Linked DNA regions of Macaca mulatta: region 1 is linked to region 2. Evidence: chromatin contacts called from public Hi-C data. All regions are on one chromosome and are shown on one strand. Each heading gives the region's core, a stretch centred on a gene start, on an enhancer-like site or on the middle of the called end of the contact. The rest is flanking DNA. Distances are from core to core; before and after follow the strand shown. Region 1 holds the start of PARP16 (poly(ADP-ribose) polymerase family member 16). Region 2 holds the start of CLPX (caseinolytic mitochondrial matrix peptidase chaperone subunit X).

The links. Hi-C and Micro-C count contacts between places; a contact is called where the count stands out from the background.
Region 1: a contact with region 2 is called in a Hi-C map of fetal cortical plate, with 4 times the contacts expected there. The contact joins the promoter of PARP16 here to the promoter of CLPX in region 2. A contact is called at or near these places in 3 of 14 Hi-C or Micro-C datasets (fetal cortex germinal zone, fetal cortical plate and liver).

The regions. Positions count from the first base shown.
Region 1 is chr7:42,712,038-42,717,520 of T2T-MMU8v2.0, forward strand. PARP16 (poly(ADP-ribose) polymerase family member 16) reads right to left here and starts at 3,987. Exons shown (of 4, transcript XM_077939590.1): 1 at 3,346-3,987. The coding sequence starts at 3,519. LOC114680001 (small nucleolar RNA SNORA24) reads right to left here and starts at 2,678; the gene lies at 2,548-2,678.
Region 2 is chr7:42,598,799-42,605,007 of T2T-MMU8v2.0, forward strand. It overlaps CLPX (caseinolytic mitochondrial matrix peptidase chaperone subunit X), which reads right to left and starts at 1,425. Exons shown (of 14, transcript NM_001260887.1): 1 at 1,281-1,425. The coding sequence starts at 1,359. LOC106999218 (a long non-coding RNA gene) reads left to right here and starts at 1,798. Exons shown (of 3, transcript XR_001445945.3): 1 at 1,798-1,936; 2 at 2,789-2,890; 3 at 3,924-4,060.

The DNA of each region.
Region 1 (5,483 bases), core at 2,737-5,236, 120 kb after region 2:
TTCCCTCTTTTCTGCTCTTGAAGTTCTGCCCTGGGACTCGGCAAAGCATCAGCCTCCACCCCTAGTTGGTGTTCCCAGAGCCTGGCCCACAGCTGAGAGCTTGGGGGTGTCCTTGCTGTGGGCTTCCATGTTGTACCGCGCTTACCTAGTATAGCTGAGCACACTGTTAACCTCTTCAAGGGTCAATCCTGTATCCTTAGCACCTGGCCCATAGCAAACACTCCATAAGTATCTGTTGCCAAAACCGAAGGAAGTTTCGTTCCCAAGGCTCTGATATAGCACACTTAGAAAACTGAGTATCTGAACCTGCAAGAACAAACCTCAAGGGAAGTCAGTGAACTTGCCTCTTTCTCCAACCTCACACTTCCAGTACCCAGAAACGCCTGTGCACCATGGTCACCACTTGAGATGCCCTCAACACATCATTAGGTGGGCTACCAGGATCAGGCGGGGCCAGGAGGCTCAGCCTTTGTTTGTCCCTCAACCTCCTAGGAATGATAGCAAAGGAGGAACCAAACACTGATGATTTCATCAGAGATAACGCTAAACACGTGTTGATTATAAATACCTCCTTTAATCTAGCAATATGGTGCCTGTCATTAATTGATTGCCTAATGTTGAACTAATTTTTTTTTTTTTTTTTTTTTTTGAGACGGAGTCTCGCTCTGCCACCCAGGCTGGAGTGCAGTGGCCGGATCTCAGCTCACTGCAAGCTCCGCCTCCCGGGTTCACGCCATTCTCCTGCCTCAGCCTCCTGAGTAGCTGGGACTACAGGTGCCCGCCACCTCGCCCGGCTAGTTTTTTGTATTTTTTAGTAGAGACAGGGTTTCACCGTGTCAGCCAGGATGGTCTCGATCTCCTGACCTCGTGATCCGCCCGTCTCGGCCTCCCAAAGTGCTGGCATTACAGGCTTGAGCCACCGCGCCCGGCTAATGTTGAACTAATTTTGCATTCCTGGGATGAACCCAACCTGGTCATAAGGAATTACCCTTTTTTATAAATTGTTAGCTTTAAGATCCTAATACCTTGAAGATAATTTTTGCATTTATACTCATGACGTTGGCCTATAATTTTCTTTTTTTTTTTTTTTTTTTTTGAGACAGAGTCTCGCTCTGCCGCCCAGGCTGGAGTGCAGTGGCGTGATCTTGGCTCACTGCAAGCTCCGCCTCCCGGGTTCACGCCATTCTCCTGCCTCAGCCTCCCGAGTAGCTGGGACTACAGGCGCCCGCCACCTCGCCCGGCTAGTTTTTTTGTATTTTTTTTAGTAGAGACGGGGTTTCACTGTGTCAGCCAGGATGGTCTCGATCTCCTGACCTCGTGATCCGCCCGTCTCGGCCTCCCAAAATGCTGGGATTACAGGCTTGAGCCACCCCGCCCGGCCGCCTATAATTTTCTTTCCTTTTTTTTTTTTTTTAAGACAGAGTCTTGCTGTGTTGCCCAGGCTGGAGTGCAGTGGCATAATCTCGGCTCACTGCTACCTCTGCCTTCCAAGTCCCGGTTCAAGCAATTCTCCTGCCTCAGTCTCCCAAGTAGGTGGGATTACTGGCACGTGCCACCATAATGGGGAGATGACAGGCTGGTCTTGAACTCCTGACCTCGTGCTCCACCCGTCTCAACCTCCCAAAGTGCTGGGATTACAGGTGTGAGCCACCACACTCAGCCTATAATTTTCTTTTTTTCCATCAACCTTATTAGATTTAGGGTCAAGGTTTGCTAGCCTCTTTTTTAATATTCTGTGTAACACCGGGAATTACTTATCCCCTCAGTGATTGCTAGAACTCACCAATGACACCAGTTATGTCCAGAGTTTTCTTTGAGGGAAAATCTCTGACTACTAATTCAACGGTTTTTTGTTTTGTTTGTTTTTGTTTGAGGGAGAGAGACTTGCTCTGTTGCCCAGGCTGGAGTGCAGTGGTGTGATCATGGCTCACTGCAGCCTCAACCTCTTGGACTCAAGCCATCCTCCCGTTTCAGCCTCCCAAGTAGCTGGGACTACAGGCACACACCACCACACCCAGCTAATTCTTAAATTTATTTTTTTGTAGAGACAGGATTTCACCATGCTGCCTAGGCTGGTCTCAAACGATCCTCCTGCTTTGCCTTCCCAAAGTCCTGGGATTATAGGCGTGAGCCACCCAGCCTTTTTCTTCTTTTTCTACAATAGTTTAGAAAAGTTCGCCCAATAACCTGGCACCCTCCAGGTTTTTTGTTTTGTTTTGTTTTGCTTTTTTTTTTTTTTTTTTAATGGAGTTTCATTCTTGTTGCCCAGGCTGGATTGCAATGGCTCAATCTTGGCTCACCGCAATGTCCACCTCCCGGGTTCAAGCGATTCTCCTGTTTCAGCCTCCAGAGTAGCTGGGATTACAGGCATGTGCCACCATGCCCAGCTAATTTTTGTATTTTAATAGAGACGGGGTTTCTCCATGTTGGTGAGGCTGGTCTCAAACTCCCGACCTCAGGTGATCCGCCCCCGCCTTGGCCTCCCAAAGTGCTAGGATTACAGACATGATTCACCAAGCCCAGCCCCTCCAAGTTTTTAACAGTGAAGAATGTTACTTGTGCAAGTCAGAATCTGATACCAATTAAATGGTGACAGCTTTGCTGATGAACAAGAATATGCTCTTCCATGGCTAAGAAGGGAGACTGCCACACTTGACAGTTCCCAAAGATACATGGAGTTCGGTGTCTTTAATGAATATCAGCTATTGGCTATTTCAATATTCTGCTTTTTACTGAATCGATTTTGGTAAGTTATATTTTTCTAGGCAATTGGAAACATTTGGATAAGGACAACTGATATCTTGAATGCTGACCCAGAGGTGAACTCTGCAAAAAAAAAAAAAGTGCCTGGTGAATCAGAGAAATAACAGCTGACATACGCACTGGATGTTACAGTTTATAAAAGCACTGCCCATAGATCACCTCATCGGAAGACCAAGTTCTGGGTGGCTTTGGTGACTTTTTGGTGTCTATTTGCAAAAGGATGGATAACTTTCTAGCTAAGCAAAACAGCTGATTCACATCAACCCTATTTCTGGCCAGGCTAGAAAATCTGTGGAGGACTATGCAACGATTCCTGATTCCTCACTTCAGTCCCCGGAGTCACTTGTCATTGACAGGAGAGAAGCAGCCACCAAGTGCCTTGGGAGTGAGAGTTGACATGAGGGTGTCAGGAGTGTTCTTAGCTAATGGAAACCTTCCCCAAGGCAAGGCCATGCCAAGCTGGGAATGAAAAGTCTGGGGGCTGTCATGTTTACTAACGCGGATGGAACTGCCTCTACCTCTGGTTCCACAGGGCACTTGGTCCAGGACGCAATGGGCAGCGCCAGGACAAAGCACACTCACCAGGGCTTCAAAGTCCTTACAGTCGCCGCGGGCGTAGGACGCGGGGAAGGGCCGCAGCACCGAGTCGCGCTTGTAGCTCTGCAGGGCCGAGGCGAAGAGGCTGCACCGGAGGTCGGCAGCCAGCAAGTCGCGGCCCGCCGCCTCCCTGGCGGCGGCCCAGCCTGAGGGCTGCATCCCAGGTCACTGCGCGTTGCCGGGGGAGACGCGCTGGTTGGGGGCAAGGGCGAGCGTGCGTTCAGCGCGGGGGCTGGGCCCGCTGACAATGGGCCGTCAGGGGCCGGGTTCCCAAGCCTGGGGTGGAGCTAGGCAGGGGGCTGAGATGACACGGGTTCAGAACGTGCCGACGAGGGTCCTCTGCCGGGGTCTGGGCCGCGGCTCGCTGCCGAGGAGAGAGACCGAGGCCTGGACCGCGGGTCCGCGGGGAGGTTGGGCCCAGGGATAATGGGGCCGGGGTTGGTGGCTGGGAGGGGTTCCCGGCCTGGGGGAGGGGCTATGACAATGGAATGACAACCGCGGGAACGTACTGACACGTGTCCTCCGCGGAGGCCTGGGGCGGGAAGCAGCCCCCGAGAGACGGCGGGCAGAGCCCACTCTCCGCGACGGGCGAGGCTGCTGCGCCGCGCGCGCTTTCCTGCCCCGCCTCCAGCCGCGCGGCCGAAGCCCCGCCTCTCGCCCGGCTGCCCTCGGCGCCACCTGTCTTCCGCCTGCAGCGCACGTCAGTTTGCCTTGCCCGGCCTACCTCCCCTCCCGCCGCCGCGCTCCCACGCTGCTTAGCGCTCCGCCCGGCCCAGCCGAGGGCCCGCCCCTTCCCGCGCCAGCCAGCTCCTCCGTATGGGTTGTGCCCGCACCGCCCAGACCCCAATCAGCCGCAGCTGCGAGAGGTGTCGCCGCCAGTGTGTGCCGGGCGACGTCGCCCACGCCCCTGCCACCCATCCTCACAGCAGCGCCTGGTAGAAACTGATTTGGGCACCCTGTCGACCCGCCCCTGTACTTGTCTTTGTCCCAGCTCGGCGGGTTGAGCCTACTTCTCTTCCTTGGGGAATTAATGCTACCTGTTGTCTCTCTCTTGAATCGTTTCCCTCAAAAACTGCACAAAAGGAGCCATTTAACACCCAGGGAAACTGAGGCTTAGAGTGCTGCAATGCTTGCCCAAGATCCCACAGTCAGATGGGTGAATCTGGGATTCGCACCGAGGTCTTTGGAAAAACAAAAGACTTCTTCTGCTTTTCAGCCTCCAGAATTCTCTGAATTGCTTAAGTCTCTGGCCTCAAATGCCCCAAGATCTTCCTTGGGAGGCCTCTCTGACAGGGAGCTTGGGGAAGAGCAGAGGGGCATTGACTTAACTCCCTACTCAGAACCTTCATTAGAAGAAAACCCCGAAGTGTGACCTCATGGTCACGTGCAAATCTAAACACAGACCATTGTGCTTAGACCAACACAGTGCACACGCTCCTACCCTGCAGGATCTTCTGAGGAAGAAACTTCTCCTTCTGCATCCAGGCTGTGCTGGGCCCTGGGCTCAGAGGAGAGGTTGTCCCATGCCATTGGATTGCATATATGACTTCGGGAGGTAGGGCGAAGACTGGTCCCCCAGACACCACAGAACTTCCCATCTTTTTTTTGCCCCATAAAGGTTGGGGTCTGCTCCCAGGAGCCCACATCAAATCTCTGTTTGCTCTGAGGCCTAGAACCACAAGGCCCCTAATGCTTCAAAAGCCCTGGGGGTTCTCATGGGACCCAGGAACTCTAAGGTGGCTTCTGAAGCTCAGACCCCAGGAAGGGAGAGCTTGGAGTGGGGCAGGAGACCAGGGAACCATCTCTCATTCCACCTCTTCTTCATTGCAGCCCTTAGACAAAAGCCACCCTCTGATACCTCCTTGGCCTCAAGAATTGTTTGTTGGGTGGATATATAAAATATGCTTATCTGAAGCTATTTCTCACATATGGTATGAGAATCATAATGATAATATTCACATCACAGGGTGGTGTGGAAGGGCCTCTGATGGCCAGCATTCTCATGCCTTACCTCATGCAGAATATTAGAATTCTTTTTAAGTCTTGTCAATTCCATAGACACAAAGTTGAATTTCATTATAGTTTTAATTTGCATTTACTTAATTGATAGTGACGTTGAATGT
Region 2 (6,209 bases), core at 175-2,674:
TCCACTAGATTTAAACATGAGGGTGAGGACTTATTCTCCACTCTTACCTCCAGCACTAAAAGACCTGGCACATAGTGGGCCCTCGACAAATATTAATGTATGTCACATAAATGGATTAAAAAAACACTTTAAAGTGTTTGCAAATCGAATTCCTGGAATTGGGACATCTACTGGTTGAGGCTTAACAATGATTTAGGATTAAATTCACTCTCTTACATTTATGTATCATTTTACAAAATGCTTCTGCCCACATTACCTCATTCAATCCCTCCTTGTGTAGTAAAGAAACTAGAAGATACATTTAGTAAACAATAGGGATTTTATAATTGGTTTAAAAGTTAGATAAAAGGGACCTTTTTAAAAATCCATCCAAGGGTCATGAACCGGTAAGTCCAAATAAAAAGAATTTGTCTAGAAGTCAGTGATTATAACAGGATCTAGCCTCGTGATCTGACATCCATAGATTTGAGGAAGAGAAAAAAAGTTTATTTTCCAGACTCTCTTGGCTGGGGCGCCATTCTTTCACAGCTTCAGATAAACAGAAAGGAAAGGTAAACAACATGCGCCACTCTTAGGAAACAACCTCCCGGTCAAGTTGGGAAAGCCAGCAAAGGACTGCTGAAACACCCAAGGACTTCCGAACCAACTCCTGCGGGACCTCTCCCCATCTCCCCCGCCGCTGTCCTGCGTGCCCCGGGGCTTGCCTGACGCCGGGAAATATTGTGAACCTTGTTTATGTCCCAGTGTCTGGGCCGCACAGTGATAGTAACATCTCTGGTATCGCGCGGCTTGCGTCCGGGACGGTCAGCTGGGTGCCCTGAGTCCTAGGGGACCCTAGCAGGGACAGCCCCTCCTGGAGCCCCCAACGGGCCCGAGAGGGATCCCGGCCAGGCTGCGGAAGAAGAGCCGCGGCCGGGGCAGGCGGCGGTCCCCGGCAGGGCTGAGTGGGATCTGGAGGCATTTTTTAATAAGAGGAACATTTTGTGCCTCTTTCAGGGTTTCTACGAAGTGGCCGCATTCCGGCCCCAAAGTCAGCGGGCCTGAAAGCGCGCAAGAAGACGCGTGGGAAGGAGTTTACTTCCAATTTGAGCAACGGCTGCTCCAGAGGTCGGCAGAGCCCCATTCCACGGGGAAAGCAGTGGGTGCCGGGCGAAGTGCCGCCCATTCCCTCACACTCCCCGGGTGCAGCAGGCCTCGTGCCCTCCCCAGGACCCCTACCCACCAGCCAGTCCACCCCCTCCCCCTTGGCTGAGAGCTCAGGAGTGGCACTATTTCGTTACCTCTCTGCGCGGAGGCGAGTGAGGACGTGATGAGCCGGGCGGCAGCTGCGCCGCAAGTACAAGCACCGCAGCTGGGCATTTCCGCGAGGCCTAGGCCGGGGCTTCGCCCCCTGAGGACCTCCGGGTCTCAGCTGCGCGAATCCTGCTCGCAAGGCGCGCTGACTCGGTTCCGAACCCTTCCGCGGGCCCTAGACCCCGTGCAGAGTTCACCTGCCCGACTGCCAGGCCTTCGCGCTTCTGTGCCCCACAGCCGTCTACTCACCAGACTAGACACCCAACCCCCCTTCCCTTCCCCTCCTTCTCCCCCCACCCCCAGCCTACCGGGCCCGCGGAGCTTGCGCGCGCCTGCGCCGTAGGCCCGGGGAGGGGGCGGAGGGCGTGGGTACGCGCCGCGTATGCGCGCTGGAGAAGCTACGTGAGGCGAAGGCGAGGGGGCGGTACCGTGGGCGCGCCAATTAGTGCCCTACGGCAAGCGCCTAGACCCAACGGCGGCGACTACAGGTCCCGACGCGCATTGTTGCCAAAAGCCCTTTTATCCTAAAGTTGAACGGTTTTGAGATAGACGCGGAGAGATGCATGCCGGGACTTGTAGTCCCTAGTCGTCATAGTCAAGCTCTTCTTCCGGTCACTTTCGGTGGGCGGCAGGGAAGGTCAAGGTGAGGATGGTAGCTTAACCATCCACGGGGGAAGTCTCTAAAGTACCTTGGTAGCCGCTAGATGCTTCAGATTGACTAAGTTTCTTCCCCCGGGATTCCACATCCTGTGTTCCTCGTCTTATCATTCTCCTTAGTTTCATCACTTGTAAGGTGGAGGTGGTATTGTCAGTTAGTTACCTAAGCAACAACTGTTAGGTGGTAACAGCTCCCTCTCCTTGTTCTTTCAGGCCTCGTGGTGATAAAGCTTCCAGCTGTTGGTAGTCCATGGGTGTTTTACAGTCTTGAGGGTTGTCTCCCTCCCTGCCTCCCTCCCTCCCTCCTTATTTAGTAAAGATGAGGTCTCCCTATGTTGCCCAGGCTGGTCTCGAACTCCTGGGCTCAAGTCATCCTCTCCCATTGCCCTCCCAAAGTGCTGGGATTACAGACGTAAACCACCACGCCCGACTGATTTTCTTAAACCTGAACACACGCTAGTAAATACTCCCTTCATTAAACCCTTTTCTGTTAGGCTTTGTGTAGGGGACTATGTGCAAACCAGACGTTGCCAATAAGTCCTGCTCTTGCAAACGAAGCAGGGTGTTCCTGCTAAGTCCTGCTCTTGCAAATGAAGCAGGGCGTTCCTTCCCTGTAAACAGGGAGGACAAAGGAGCCAGCTGCAAACAGCAGACCCTGGGGGCTTGTTTATGTGTAAACATCTTGAAAATCCAGAAAGTCTGGGAAAGGTCAGAAAAACAACAATGTGTCTTGTAACTTGGCAACATTCCACAAACGACTGTATAAAATAAAGCAGAGTGCGCCATTCGAGGCGGCCGCCATGTTTGTCTTGTCTTGTGTCTTGGTTCCTTTGTTTAGGAAACACGCGGACCCCAACACTTTGTTGGAGCCCTCTTGCAGGGCTTGCTTCTGCACAGCTAAACAGATGGACCAGCTGCACAGGATGGAGGTTGGTGACAAGTGAGTCACGCCCTTGTCCCATCTGGGTTGGTGCCAGACTGAGTATTTACATTGTGTATGAGATTCTTATTAACTCTGAACCCCAGAGAAATTGCCAAGTGAGCTTAGGTGCCTTTATTGCTGAGCTTTGCGGGTGGGGATGGGGAGGCAGCAAAGGGAGAGGCAAGACCAGGTCACACAAGTCAGTGAGCCCTCATCAATCTCCATCCAGTCCAGAGAAATGTGGCTTCTAGGTCCCTGTGTCTAGCTGTGAGAAGGGTCATTGGCCTTGGCCCAGGCCACAATTTTTTCTCTCTCTTTGGATAGGTGACTCCTGGTACTCCCTCAGCATAGTGAGGGAGTACCACTATGGTCTTGAGCCACCATAGTTGCAGAGACTAGAAGAGAGCCCACGTCTTCCCTCACCAAGACTTTGGTCTTCCTCCCCTGAGTCCATTAATAGAATTCCGAGAGAGGAGAGTCTCCAGTATTCCCTCAATCCAGTGTTTCAAACTATATTCGCAAAATTTCTCAGAAGCTATAGCTTTGTAGTAGAGGTGAAGGAACCAAGTAGATGGACCTTCCCTGCCAACTCCACCATGCCACCCCAAAATCAACCAGAGCAGCTCTGCCTTGAACTATTTAATTACTGGGGGTTTTTTTGAAAACAGTTCTGCATTAAGACAATGTATGAAATTCATTGAGTCAAGGACAAACCTTTCCTTTTATAAATGAACTGAGGGCCTCTGACACCCAATTTAAATTCTTTTCATCCCGCCCCTACCTTCTTTTTCAATTGTGTCGCATTTTCTTCTCATTATAAAAATGAAGAGATTGTTCGCCAAAACCTATAGATTGCTATAAGCAAGCTGAGTAAGAGTGTTGCTAAATCAAGGCTCAGGCTAGGGGAACCACTCCAGTAAGACTTCCTTTTCCCAATCTATTCTAGATAATTGACTTCGCATTCATTCAGTCAACAAATATTTATTAACTACTAGTTACATGCCAGACCCTGGGGAAATAGTACTGAAGTTTAAAAAATTTTCCTCCTCAGGCCGGCGCGGTGGCTCAAGCCTGTAATCCCAGCACTTTGGGAGGCCGAGACGGGTGGATCACAAGGTCAGAAGATCGAGACCATCCTGTTCCAACAATCTTGAAAACAAAGAACAAAGTTGGAGGACTCATACTTTCTTGGTTTACTACAAAGCTACAATAATTAAAAAGTGTAGTACTGACATCTGGGTAAACATATATATCAATAAAATAGCACCAAGAGTCCAGAAATAAACTCTCAAATTTATAGTCAATTGGTTTTTGACAAGGGTGCCAAGACAATTCAGTAGAGAAAGAATAGTCTTTTTAACAAATGGTGCTGAGACAACTGGATATTCATATGCAAAGAAATGAATTTGGGGGCCGGGCGCGGTGGCTCAAGCCTGTAATCCTAGCACTTTGGGAGGCTGAGACGGGTGGATCACGAGGTCAGGAGATCGAGACCATCCTGCCTAATCTGGTGAAACCCCGTCTCTACTAAAAAATACAAAAAACTAGCCGGGCGAAGTGGCGGGTGCCTGTAGTCCCAGCTACTCAGGAGGCTGAGGCAGGAGAATGGCGTAAACCTGGGAGGCGGAGCTTGCAGTGAGCTGAGATCCGGCTACTGCACTCCAGCCTGGGGGACAGAGCGAGACTCCGTCTCAAAAAAAAAAAAAATTTTCCTCCTCTCGTGGAGCTTCCATTCTAGTGGAGAAAGATAAGATAGTAAGTAAAATATACTGGTAGTATGATGACATGGGAATATCCTTATGTTGTTGTGTAGCATATCCTTATGTTATTTCCAGAATCATTGAATATTTAATTTTATTTACAGGTTGATGTGTGTTTAGCCTTGTATTCCCAATTGGACTATGAGCTCTTTGACGCAGGTACTTAATTACATACTTGGGGCCAGGCACAGTGGCTCACGCCTGTAATCCTAGCACTTTGGGAGGCCGAAGTGGGTAGATCACTTGAGGTCAGGCAGTTTGAGACCAGCTTGCCTCTACTAAAAATACAAAAATTAGCTGGGCGTGGCGGTGGGTGCCTGTAATCCCAGCTACTCAGGAGGTTGAGGCAGGAGAATCACTTGAACCCGGGAGGCGGAGGTTGCAGTGATCCGAGATTGCGCCACTGCACTCCAGCCTGGGCGACAAAGGGAGACTCTGTCTCCAAAAAAAATAATAAATAAAACAATACACACACACACACACACACACACACACACACACACACGGGCAGAATCCATAGTAGAAATTCAGTAAATACTTGATTAAGTACTTATCTTCCAGCAATACGTTTGCTTAGCAGAATCATGGGATGGTGTCTTCATGAAATACAACACATGGCCGGGTGTGGTGGCTCACGTCTGTAATCCCAGCACTTTCGGAGGCTGAGGTGGGCAAGTAATCTAAGGTCAGGAGTTGGCCCACCAGCCTGGCCAACATGGTGAAACCCTGTCTCTACTAAAAATACAAAAATTAGCAGAGCATGGTGGTGTGTGCCTGTAATCCCAGCTACTTGGGAGGCTAAGGCAGGAGAATCGCTTGAACCCAGGAGGCGGAGGTTGCAGTGAGTCGAGATTACACCACTGTACTCCAGCCTGGGTGACAAAGTGAGACTCTTGTCTCAAAAAATAAATAAAATAAAATCCAATACATAAGCAAGCAAATTACAATGGACAAAGAAGTGATTGTTAATAGACATAAGTTCTACAAATGTAAACAATGATTAATTCAACTTTTTGAGTGTCCCAAAAAGAATTCCCAGAGGTTGCCTGATGAGCAGAGTATAGACTTTGCCCTAGAAAGTACAAAACAGAGGGAGCTGTACACAACTTAGTTTAACTTTTCCTCAGCAATGTGAACAAAGGTTATGTAGCTTTGGTATGAGGCTGGTGATGGTTTTATCACACAGGCAGCAGAAATTTGGTAGTTTCAATGCATTCCTCTAAAACTATGCTCTGCAGGTCAGAATTTACCGATAAAATATTGGGATCAGCACCCAATAAGCATGACACTAACTTTGTGCTAGGCTCTTTGATGTTGTAAATCTTGTAGTGGTATTTAGACCAGAGAACTTGTACCATGGAGATAAACCAAGACTTCCCAAGTGGTATTTGAGCATGGGGGGGGTCAAGTTTAAATAAAATAACATCCATGTTAGAAATGGTTCAGATGTTAAAGATCATTCTTTTTTTTTTTTTTTTTTTTTTTGAGACAGTCTCGCTCTGTCACCCAGGCTGGAGTGCTGTGGCACGATCTGGGCTCACTGCAAGCTCCGCCTCCTGGGTTCACGCCATTCTCCT